Regions from separate parts of the Danio rerio genome. Here region 1 is linked to region 2. The links are chromatin contacts, called in public HiCAR-type maps. All regions are on one chromosome and are shown on one strand. The core of a region is the stretch at or near the end of the contact, and the rest is flanking DNA. Distances in the headings are between cores, read along the strand shown. Region 1 overlaps bahcc1b (BAH domain and coiled-coil containing 1b). Region 2 has its middle 34 kb from the start of fscn2b.

Region 1 (5,842 bases), core at 1,725-4,224, 230 kb after region 2:
TCAATCTCTAATTCTTTAAATTTCCCAGTGATGGGTTGCAGCTAGAAGGGCATCCGTAGTGTATAAGTTGGCGGTTCATTCCACTGCGGCGAGCCCAGATTAATAAAGGGACTAAGCCTGAAAAAAATATATATTTTTTTTAAAACAGCATCATTCGATTTAAAACATGTGAGGTTTAAAAAGATGAGAAGCCAGATCACCAGTAAAATAAACGGTTTTAACCCACAACACGTCAGGATGCTAAGAAGTCACTTACAGCCCAAACTATGGTGAATGGCCAATGAAGGGTTAAAAACCTGGGCCTCGTTCTGAAAACTGTTTGATTGGTTGGCGTGTTGCCAGAGCGCTGTCAATCACAGAATGTAAACAAGGCTCTGATTGGCTGCTGTCCAGTCCGCACTGGGCTGCCTGAAAAAAGCAATTACTGGCCTTGCGGTTTCAAGGCGGCCCAGAACTGGATGATGAAAGGAGATAAGGAGGGGCGGTTTCAAGGCCTCCCCTAGGCGAACCTCGTTGGCCCCAAAGCTAAAGGAGAGTCAAGAGTGACTTAATCAAAGGGAATGCGTTAAAAAGGGGGAAATTACATGTTGTATTAAATTTAAAGTATAGATTCTCGGATTAATATCGCTTAATTCAACAGCAACACGATAATTCTAATACATGGAATCTAATAGAGTAAAACAGGAGAAGGATGGAAATGAAGGCGACCAAAAACGAGCGTGCGTATTGAGGATTTTTTACGATGAAATTTTAAAACTTCACCCTGACTGCTACTTAAAACGTTGAGTGGATATTTAGTAACAGCGGGTAATAAATGGCAGTAAAATATAAATTAACGATTACACGCTTATACGGAAACTGTTTTATGCCGTTCTCTTTTCGATACAAATGCGAAACATGGGTGAGTGGAAAAATAAAAATGATTATCAACAGAAATTACCGAATTATTATTGTTGTTGTTTTATGCCTGTAATACATTCCTTGTTTATTAAAATATAAAAAGATTTTGCTATTCAAATGAGGTTATGTTTTAACCAAATACATAACATATATCATTCTGACTTTGTTCTTTTATTGTTGTATACTCTGCATTATTTTCTTTCTTCATAACCCCTTTAACTTAAACCCGTGAAACTTCATCCACCAAAAGAGAGAGAAGAAAAAACCTTAAGGGCAACTTCTGCTATAGGCCACTGAATGAACTGTAATTTCATGTCTATGTAATGTACGTTTTTTGTTACAGCAGCACAGTTTTCTTGTATATTTGTATAAAACACATCCAGCTTATGCTTAAATATCAAGGATTTTACGTTTTTAAATATTATGTAAAAACAGCCTAGTCATTAAACAGTGTATAGATAAAAGTCAAATGGGCTACATTCAATCAGGACTTCAGTTCCACGTTTAAAAAGATTTTAGATTGGGCAGAACTCACGAGTCACGAGGGCAGTTTGTTTATTTCTATATAATTTAACATACTTTTAAAATAAAACGATAAGTCATTACAGAAGGTGATTTTAATGAATACAAGAATTTGCATTTGTTTAATTGTTTAATACACTGTCAGCGTGGGGTGGTAAAATAAGATATAGAACAAATTAAAAAAGAAAATGCCCCTATGAATAAAATTCGACAAAAAAAAAATTACTTAAAAATTATAAAATAGACCCAAACATAGGAGCTTCTAAAATGACAAAGTACCCAGTCATTTTGTTAACCAACAGTAATTGTTTCAGAGTGAGCTATGTCCTACCACCGAACCTCCTTGTCAAAAAAGAAGCAATAACACTAGGGCAATAAAGAATTCTGTACTGCAATATACAAAGAGGTGTAACGCTTTAACCAGATATCGGCACTTAATTTATTTAGTGACAAGAAAGACCCTTTTATTGTTGGGTTTTTATTGGCTCCTTTTTGCAACTTAAAAGGTGGGGGTGGGTGCATTTTAGTAGTGTAAGGATAACACACACACAGCCCATGCAAACACACATTTACACACAAGCAAAGACGCCTTCATTCTCATATATATGTATATATATATATATATATATATATATATATATATATATATATATATATATATATATATATATATATATATATAATACATACATACATACATACATACATACATACATATATATATATATATATATATATATATATATATATATATATATATATATATATATATAATACATACATACATACATACATACATACATACATACATATATATATATATATATATATATATATATATATATATATATATATATATATAATACATACATACATTTATATATATATATATATATATATATATATATATATATATATATATATATATATATATATATATATATACCTGAAAACAAACTCAGCCTCTTTTTTCTGTCTTTCTCTCACTTACACACACACACACACACACACACACACACACACACACACACACACACACACACACACACATCTCCTTCTCTCCCCACGCGCGCACTTACACACATTCTTTCTTTTTTTTTCTTTCACTCACGCACACACAAACAGACACACTGTCCATGTGCCAGCGCGAGCTGCCCTACTGTGGGACGCGGGGATAATTAATGCGGAGTGACTGATTGCTCTCGAAACAGACCAGTCCCGCGAACGGCATTGTCCGTGATCAATGAAGCGTTTCTGATTGACACTTTCCCTCCATCTTCCAGCCACATTCAAACTACCGGAACGGGGCGTTTGTCACCAGCGTATAGGCCAAGGGGTGTGCAGATACCCAGTTATTGTCAGGCCTATAGTTGCACACCAGTTTTAGTTAGTGCGGGATCCCATCGCCTGCCTTTGGCCAAAAATAACTCAAAAGGTACTCCTAAATTCAGAACCCACTCTGGTGCGAATAAACGGTGCTTACATGCGCCTACACGTCCATGTAGGTTAGGGGATTTTATGTACGCGTCCGTTGGATGAATCACTGTGACAATGTACTCCATAGCTGGTGTCGAGGATGGAGCATGTTCAGTCAAGACGTTCATTCGCTCACAGCCCTGTAAAACGCCCAGAGATGTCCACCAGGGAAACGGCACGAGAGACATGATTTTAAAACATCCACTGCAGGCATATGCACCGAACAACATAATTAATTAATACTGTGTAATTTAACATGAAGGTGAACACGAAGTGTAAAATTGCAAGTTAATATTGAACAAAACAATAAGATCAACATTTGTTTTGCTTAACTGAATTTCATAGAAAAATCAAGAAATCAAAAACTATTTTCAAATGAGTCCACACCGGCGTCTGAATCCAGATGAAGCTGAATTGTATGGTGACCTCTCCTCTCCTTTTGATGATTAAGCTAGATTTCAGCATGCGCTGACTTATACATGGAGCTACAGTTTTAAATATTTTGCAACATCAGAATTGCTAAATTCTTGTGAAATGACTTGGCCTCTGGTGTGTCAGGCAACAGGGACATGCACACACAGCTTGGACAAACGGTTTTTAGACAGTCCAATGTGTGCCGTACTACCACACACATCCGAAAAGGGAACTTGTATCTAAAGCTATGAAATCATAATTAAGATTTTAAATGCACAAAACATTAAATGATTGTGTATTTAGCTCCGTTGTCCCCGATTGAAACGTTAATACTGTCGATGACCAGAAGTTTACAAGGAAGAACCATGCGATTAGAAACTTGCTGCATATTTGATTTTAGTAATCCAACACGATTGGGTAATGATAAGACAGAGTTAACATAATTAAATCTCTACATAACAATACATCAATGAGAATGTAGACTCTGACCCTAACCCTAAAACCGAAGTAGGCCTATACTTTGGGTTCAAGTGGTACAGGCCCAGGGATAAATTGTGATTGACAAAATAATACTGATAATAAAACTAATAATACTCATAATACAACAAAATCTAAAATAAGACTGGATACCGACTTTGTCCTTTTATAAATTCCAGGGAATGGCGTTATCGATAGAAAAAGCCCATCTGTGTCCAATTAAGGGAAGTACTGCTTCACCCCCATAAATGGCACAAACCTACCTCATTACGACCTGTTTTATTGTAAAAGCTAGAAGTCAAACCATAGAGGTAAATAAATGCAACAAAATAAAAAGCACTTAAAGAAAGTTGTTTTGATGTTAAAAGAATAAACTCAAGAAACTTTACGCTATTACTCTACCTTCTTATAGGTCTTTAGAAAAACAGAAGTACAAAAACACAAGTAAATGTATGCCGTTGATATGCACCAGTTTTTAACTGACCCATTTACTGACAACCCCACCCCCCATAGTGCTTCATTAATGAGATTGTCTTATAAATACCTCAGTTAAAAAATGCTGTGGTAATTCCTAAAATGTCTCCTTAAAGCTTATCTCCCAAATTTAACGTGACTAAATAAATTGAATATTAATCGGATGAGTGGTCTAATTACTAGAAAATTGGAGAATAATATTATTAATACCAATTTCAAGTAATCTCATTGGTGTTCAAAATACGAGAAACAAAACTGTAGCCTATCCTCATAGAGAGGAATGACTGTGAGACGTTATATTGTTCTCCATAAATTTAAAACCAACGCAGTACATTTATAATTTTTTTATATATTATGTTTATTCGTGTGAGAGATGTAGTCACATAATGCAGTATGATAAGTCTACAGTGCTTTCTTATAATGAGTCTGTATTCAAAGATTCAAATAAATCCTAAAGGAGACGGCATTTTCCTAAGGATTGTCAGTGGACCACTCGGTTTTGACATGGGACGTAGAGCCTGTCTTGATCCGAATGAAGCCTATACCGTGTCTGCAGGGTATAGGCTACACTTGCAACACATCCTGGTGTGTGTTAAATCTTCAGTTTCTTTCATATGTATGCGTTCAAAGTGTTACAAGTTATTATCAATCAAAGACACAAGTATACATCACGTCCCAGTGTTCCTCACTGAAAGCCCAGGCCCTTGATACATGTTAATTTATTATGGGAACCCAAATAAATCATTCCGAGTTTAATTTGGTTGCATAAGGAAAATGTATAGTATTACATTTCACGAACGGCTAACAGACTGAAATCTTTAAAAAATCACCTAGTATCAATACGTTTCTTTCAGCAGCAATATTGTTTTGACCTTGTGACCTAGTAGCCTTGGTGAGAAAAACAGTAATACCAACACATACATATTCAGATCCATTGATTGGAATGAATGGTTGAATTAATAAATGACTAAACGGCCTTGTAGAGAAGTATGTTTTTCATTTTTTTGAAGTGCAAACATTTCATACGTGCACATAATTTTAAGTATAAAAGTAATATAAATTATCTTTAATATTTCAATTCACATCTTTAAAAAAAATAATAGATTTTGTGTAAATGAAACGATTTGAAAGAGCAGCATAAACGTCAGAGCACTCAAATATCCGGTCAAAAGGCCCTCTCCCACCTTACACTGAACGGCATCTCTTCTGTACCCTAACAAATAGTAATAAAATAATCGAATACAATAAACCTTTGCAAAATTACCATGTAAAATGTACATATAAGTATATTGTTCGAGTTTTGAAACAGTTAACTCTTAGTGAGTACAGTTAAAAAAAACTGCCATAAAAGTAGCTTTTTACTGACAGCTAAATAGTTCTTGGTCGAATGGTGTATTTCTGACATGAAAAAATGCATTGTAATATCAAGAACAATCTTGTTTGAATGCATTAATAATTTTGACAACGCATATACATTTTGCTTCTCGGACATAAACAAACGCGTAAACGTAAAGCAATATGTTCTCAATACTTGTACAAAAGTACTTATGGCTGCTATAAATCACAATCAGATGAGTAA
Region 2 (5,414 bases), core at 767-3,266:
CTGGTCAGGCTGGAAAATTACCAGCCAAATCCAGCTAAAACCAGCTTAACCAGCCTGGTTTAAGCTGTATATAGCTGGTTTTGGCTGGACTCCCAGATTGGCTAGGCTGGTCAAGCTCGTTTTAGCTGGTCATCTCCCAGCCTGACCAGCTAAGACCAGGCTGGAAATGGCTGGAAACCAGCCTGGAAATGGCAAAAACCCCTCTAAAACCAGGCTGGTCAACCAGCTAAATCCAGCCAACCAGCATAAACTGGTTTAAGCTGGATTTTTCAGCAGGGGTATGTTAGCTTTCTCAAGCCACCATAACTAAACATATAACAAAAAGTAGAACATAGGAAAGGTATAGAAATTATTTACTGTACACACCTACTGTACTTAACTCTAAAACCTTAACATTTAAAACTGCTTCATGGAGATTCAGGTTACTCAGTCATTTATATTTAAACCACTTCTCAGCGTAATGAAGCACTGCAACATAATCAGTCAGAAATCTTCCCACCAGCCGTTTATTTTATTGTCCTATGTGTCTTTGTCTATTGTCAAATGACAATGCGAAGCATCGCAAGAGCATCGCTGTGTTCCACTACGCAAAGCCGGTGAAAAGACGAGATTGCTTTTGTCCGCTGCACCGCTTCCCCCCGACTCAAGCCTGAGCCCCCACCCGCTGCCAATTAACTGTGTGACCATAATGGATGTTGTTTGGCATGTTTTGCTGTGGGCAGATTGAATTAGCAGCCGGGTGGGGTTCGACTCTGAGCGATTTGAATGATTGTCTTAACGTCTCGTACAGCAGTAATGAAACACAGTAATACGTTCCCTCAGTTCTGTTAAGAACACACACACACACACACACACACACACACACACACACACACACACACACACACACACACACACACACATACACACACACCTGAGAGCCAATTCTTGATAAATCAGGCCTATGTGGTGCAAATGGGAGGTGAGGGAGGAAAAAGCGAGGAGGAGGAGGGGGAACCAGACGATACAGCGAACAGATGGATCCTGCGTTCAAGCACTTGAGTTCCTGATGAAGTGATTCTATTATGAGACCCCCCTTTTTCAAGCTTTGTAAAATCTTGAATTGAATAAATGTATCATTTAGGGTGGCGTTACCTCTCTTATTCTTTTTGTCCATCCAGCCTTTTCCCTTTTCCATCCGTTCTCTTCCAGGCCTTGAATATTTCCTTTCCTTTCTCATCGGGAAAGTGAAGGCTCAGAATTGACAATAACAGAGCACCAGACACAGCCCAACAGCTTTTAACTTAATTCTGTTTGCATATGAGATCAATTAGCTTTTCAACAGACTTGTTTCACTGATTATTCACCCCTGTTTTCAATTACGCTACGCTGCTGCGGGATTTGCAGAAAACTGGGCAAATCCGTTCGTGCTGAATATGACTTTTCCTGTCGCTTTGATAGGAGGCAGAGTCACGGTTTCTTTGCATTGACAAGTGTCTGCTTCTAACACTCCTTCCTTCCTTCTGTTTGTCATCTACGGCAGCGCTGAAGGAGAATAGTTGCCTTGAGCAAGAGCCCGGCATCGTGTGCTAATTTCAATCCACTTTACCCGGGATAGTACGCCGACGCCCTGCGGGACCCCCTTGACACTTGTTATTTGATTCCATCAGGTTGCCAATATTAAATAAACATTATTTGCCGTTGTTTTATTCGTTTAAATATCAATTTATCAGTTGTCCGTGGCTAAAGTTTTTTTTTTAATTTGTGAGATCTTCCAAGATGCTCATAAATCATCACCTCTAATGGATCTATAAAGAAATCAATCAGCCGAGCTGGCACATTTCCATATGAAATTCGGAGTTTCATCAATTTTTCGTAATACAGTAAGTGCCTCGGTTCAAAGTAGTCTCACAGCTCATTCCCTGGGTTATAAAACACACCATGTTGCAGATTTAGAAACCCCAAACATACTGCAAATCAATCGTTACGAGCACAGCGCCCCACATAAATGGAGCACACGGAGACCTTTCACGGCCTCCTGTGCATATCGGCTCTCACATTATGCTGCAGGCCAAAACGGCATTGTGAAAGAATCCACACAGCTGTTTGCAATAGTCATTTTCTTCTGATATCTAACGCGCGCATAGATAAGCTAAGTTAGTGTGTTTTACATGCTTATTTGCATAGGTTGCGGGTTCAGGCTGTGTATTTGGACGAAAATGTATGACTTCCATGGAAATTTGTGTGAGGTGGGTGTACATGTACATATTCAACAAACCATGGCAAAAGTCAATAACTGAAAGTTCTGCTTTCGCCAGCATGGTTTTGGCTGAAACTCAAGGGGGCAAGATATAGGGGGGTTGGTTGAGTTTTTGAATGCATAAAACGGCAGCTTGGGGCTTTGCTGCCAACCTTCTTCGACATGCCCACTGTTCCCAAATGACTGCTGGATGGGGGAGTATTTCTTCAGAACAGTTTAAAACCCTCTGGCTCCACTGTCATCTGACATTTTTCAAAAACAGCTGTAAATCAAAACTGCTGTTTACCCAAGGAGCCAGATCATCAATTAAATGAAACCAAAATTATGCAAGAAGGTTGCATCGTTCCCAAGGTATCCTTGCTGCTATGAGCGGGATTTGAACAGCATTTCCAGCATGGGAGGTGAGCACACTAACAAGGATGCTAAACTCTAGGGGTGTGAACCTAAACACTGGTGTCATTGTTCGGTTCAAGTGCGATTATAATATCATCGATTCACTGCTGATGCACTGCATCCTCAATTTCCTATATGACTTTATATGATTATAGATTTTGGTTGTATGATTACAGTCTGAGGAATAATCACGGTCTCACAGTTATCACGATTATTGTGCCTTCATTAATCAAAACACTAATAGTATAGAAAAATCACATGAAAACTCTTTTTTAATATTTCAAATTTAAAGTGCTATTTATTGCTGCTCAGTAATAATATTAAAAATAATATTAAAAATAATATTAAAAACAAACAATAGTCCATTTCTTTTTGGACTTAAAAATAAGTGAAAAAAAGTTTTTGAAATTGAAACAAAATTTTACACTGAAAATAAATGACAAAACAATGTTGACAAACAATTGTGTAGGCTAAATTGTCCGTTGTGAATGTTGTGTGTGGATGTTTCCCAGAGATGGGTTGCAGCTGGAAGGGCATCCGCTACCTAAAACATATACTTGATAAATTGGCAGTTCATTCCGCTGTGGCGACCCCAGATTAATAAAGGGACTAATCCAAAACAAAAATGAATGAATGAATGAAAAAAATAAGAATAAAAACAGTATTTGTCTAATGTAAATCTAAGCATCATATCTAGGTATTTCCCTTTTAAAGAGAAAAAAATGTAGTCAAAGACTGCCGATCCTCTGTCTGAAAGGCACTTTGGATCAACTATATTATGTAATATGCACTTATCTGGTTATATCATTTATTAATGTATTTTTTTTCTGTTTGGAGTACAGATGTGTATATTCCATACAAAGTATGAAGCTGAATGATCAGTTCTTGTCATGCGACTTGGGGTGCACACGTTCAACCAGAAGTGCGAAAGAAAAGAAATAACGAACTTGCACGCAAAAGATGCAATGTGAACAGCCCTTACAGCTTCAGCCATTGTTAATCCAGTGTGTCTGGGTATTAGCCTCAGTGTACAAGTTTGGAACTTTAAATTAGGGCACAGTTGGCATAACTTTGTTTAGTTGCAGCAGTTTTGTTCCATGCAGAAACGCGATGTTGAGAAGCCTTCACGAATAATTAACCGTGATGAATTAAAGCACATGTTACGTTTCACGTATGTTTTGGAGTATTTTTGTTGTTTCTGCTTTGCGCTCTTCTCTCTCTCTCTCTCTTGTTGTGGTCCTATCCTGTTTCAGGTGTGCTACCATTGGTCTGGTGAGCTGTCATTCACCTTCGTCACTAAATCGGCGTGCCAATAAGGATCGGGTCCGCGCAGTATAAAACCGGTGCGCTTGAGCTGTTCTGGAGGAGCGCTTGGCCTGCCAATCTCCTCACTTGTGTCGGCCGGACTGTTTGTTTGTTTGATCCGCTTGATTCGTTTGCGAGTGCTATTTTCTAGTTTTCTCCCTGTTTATCTTGATTAATCAGTTAATCTTGTGCTGCTCTTGTTAATGTATAGTGAGATTTTGAACGATCTTTATGAGAATTAGATTACCTGAGATCTTGTTTTGCTAATGGCTAACAGTGTGTACTTTACGAGAATTCTAGCATTTCGAGCAGCTTAGTATTATTGTGTATTAGTTAGTTTTTGGAGGCATTGCCACATGTGTACTTATGTTTGGGAGTTAAGAAGTTTAGTTAAGCTACGTGCTGAAGATTACGGTTTTGTTTCTGCATTTTTCTTTGTTCAGTCAGTTTAGTGGGTTGGGGTTTAGTTAGTTCGTTTTGTTATATTTATTTCTTTATTTTGGCAACACTCCTATTTTTCTTTATTTAATTAAATTATTTAAAATTACATTTATCTTTCATCTTACATTCATTGTTTGACATTATCCATTAATAAATACTTACTTTTTGTTTCACTTATCAAGCGTATGCGTCTTCTCCTCATTCACCCAGCATCAATAGACTCACTGATTGTTACGTATCATCCCTTTAATTATTTAAAGAGCCCATATTATGTTTTTTTGAAAATTCCCCTCCATGTAGTGTGTAACACAGCTCTAAGTGAAGTGAAGTATCCAGCTAAGGCTTAAATCTGTTAGTGTACAGTGTTTAAAACTGTTGATTCATCTATAAAAGAGTCGACTCATAGTGCTTCAAACGAGTCGCCTTGATACCGATTCATTAGGTGTTTCGCCATGACGTACGAACGAAACCAAGTTATTCACGTGCACGCGCAAACCCGGGAGATTTCAAACCTGAGGCCCCGCCCTCTGACGCAGAAACCCAGACACACACACACACACACACACACACCCCCACACACAAACATGCCGGTCGATTGAAGTCACACTGCAGATGGATATATTGAGTCTCTACCCAAAGATGAAACCTCAGCATTATAGTCAAGCAGTTGGAAACTACTGGAAACTACATGCTACAAAGAATACTTCATCAGCGTTTGTTAAAGGAAGGATCAGTAAAGAGTAACTTACTGATGGATGTCAGGATGGATTTTTCTTCCTCCATTTCTCAAGTGTAAGTATGTGCGATTAAAGTTGCCTCGTTGACTCTAGCTTGCAAATGTATTTAGTTGTGATTTGTTACTTGTAACCGCGTGTACTGTACGGTGTTAAACTGGCTATATTCTCTTATCGCGTGCAAAGTCACGTTAAAAATGCGACGCGTGCTGCTTTGTTAACGGAGCTCCGTGGACGAGGAGTAGTGTGTGTGTGTGTGTGTGCGCGAGCTGTCGTCCGGAGGTGTGTGTTTTTGTGTGTGT

The links. HiCAR-type assays count read pairs that join an accessible place to other places.
Region 1: a HiCAR-type map of caudal fin shows a contact between it and region 2, with 5 times the contacts expected there. The contact joins two enhancer-like sites. A contact is called at or near these places in 2 of 4 datasets of contacts at active chromatin or transcription factors (caudal fin and gastrula embryo).

Annotation. Positions count from the first base shown.
Region 1 is chr12:36,624,802-36,630,643 of GRCz12tu, forward strand. The region is part of intron 1 of bahcc1b (BAH domain and coiled-coil containing 1b); the gene reads right to left. Among named protein-coding and RNA genes, the nearest start is that of bahcc1b, 39 kb to the right of the region's middle. Within about 2 kb of position 2,975, at least 26 of the 62 cell types and tissues checked have an H3K27ac peak or open chromatin away from gene starts, as enhancers often do. A contact at or near this core is called in caudal fin, where this site is marked.
Region 2 is chr12:36,397,290-36,402,703 of GRCz12tu, forward strand. No RefSeq gene overlaps it. Among named protein-coding and RNA genes, the nearest start is that of fscn2b, 34 kb to the left of the region's middle. Within about 2 kb of position 2,017, at least 5 of the 62 cell types and tissues checked have an H3K27ac peak or open chromatin away from gene starts, as enhancers often do. A contact at or near this core is called in caudal fin, where this site is marked.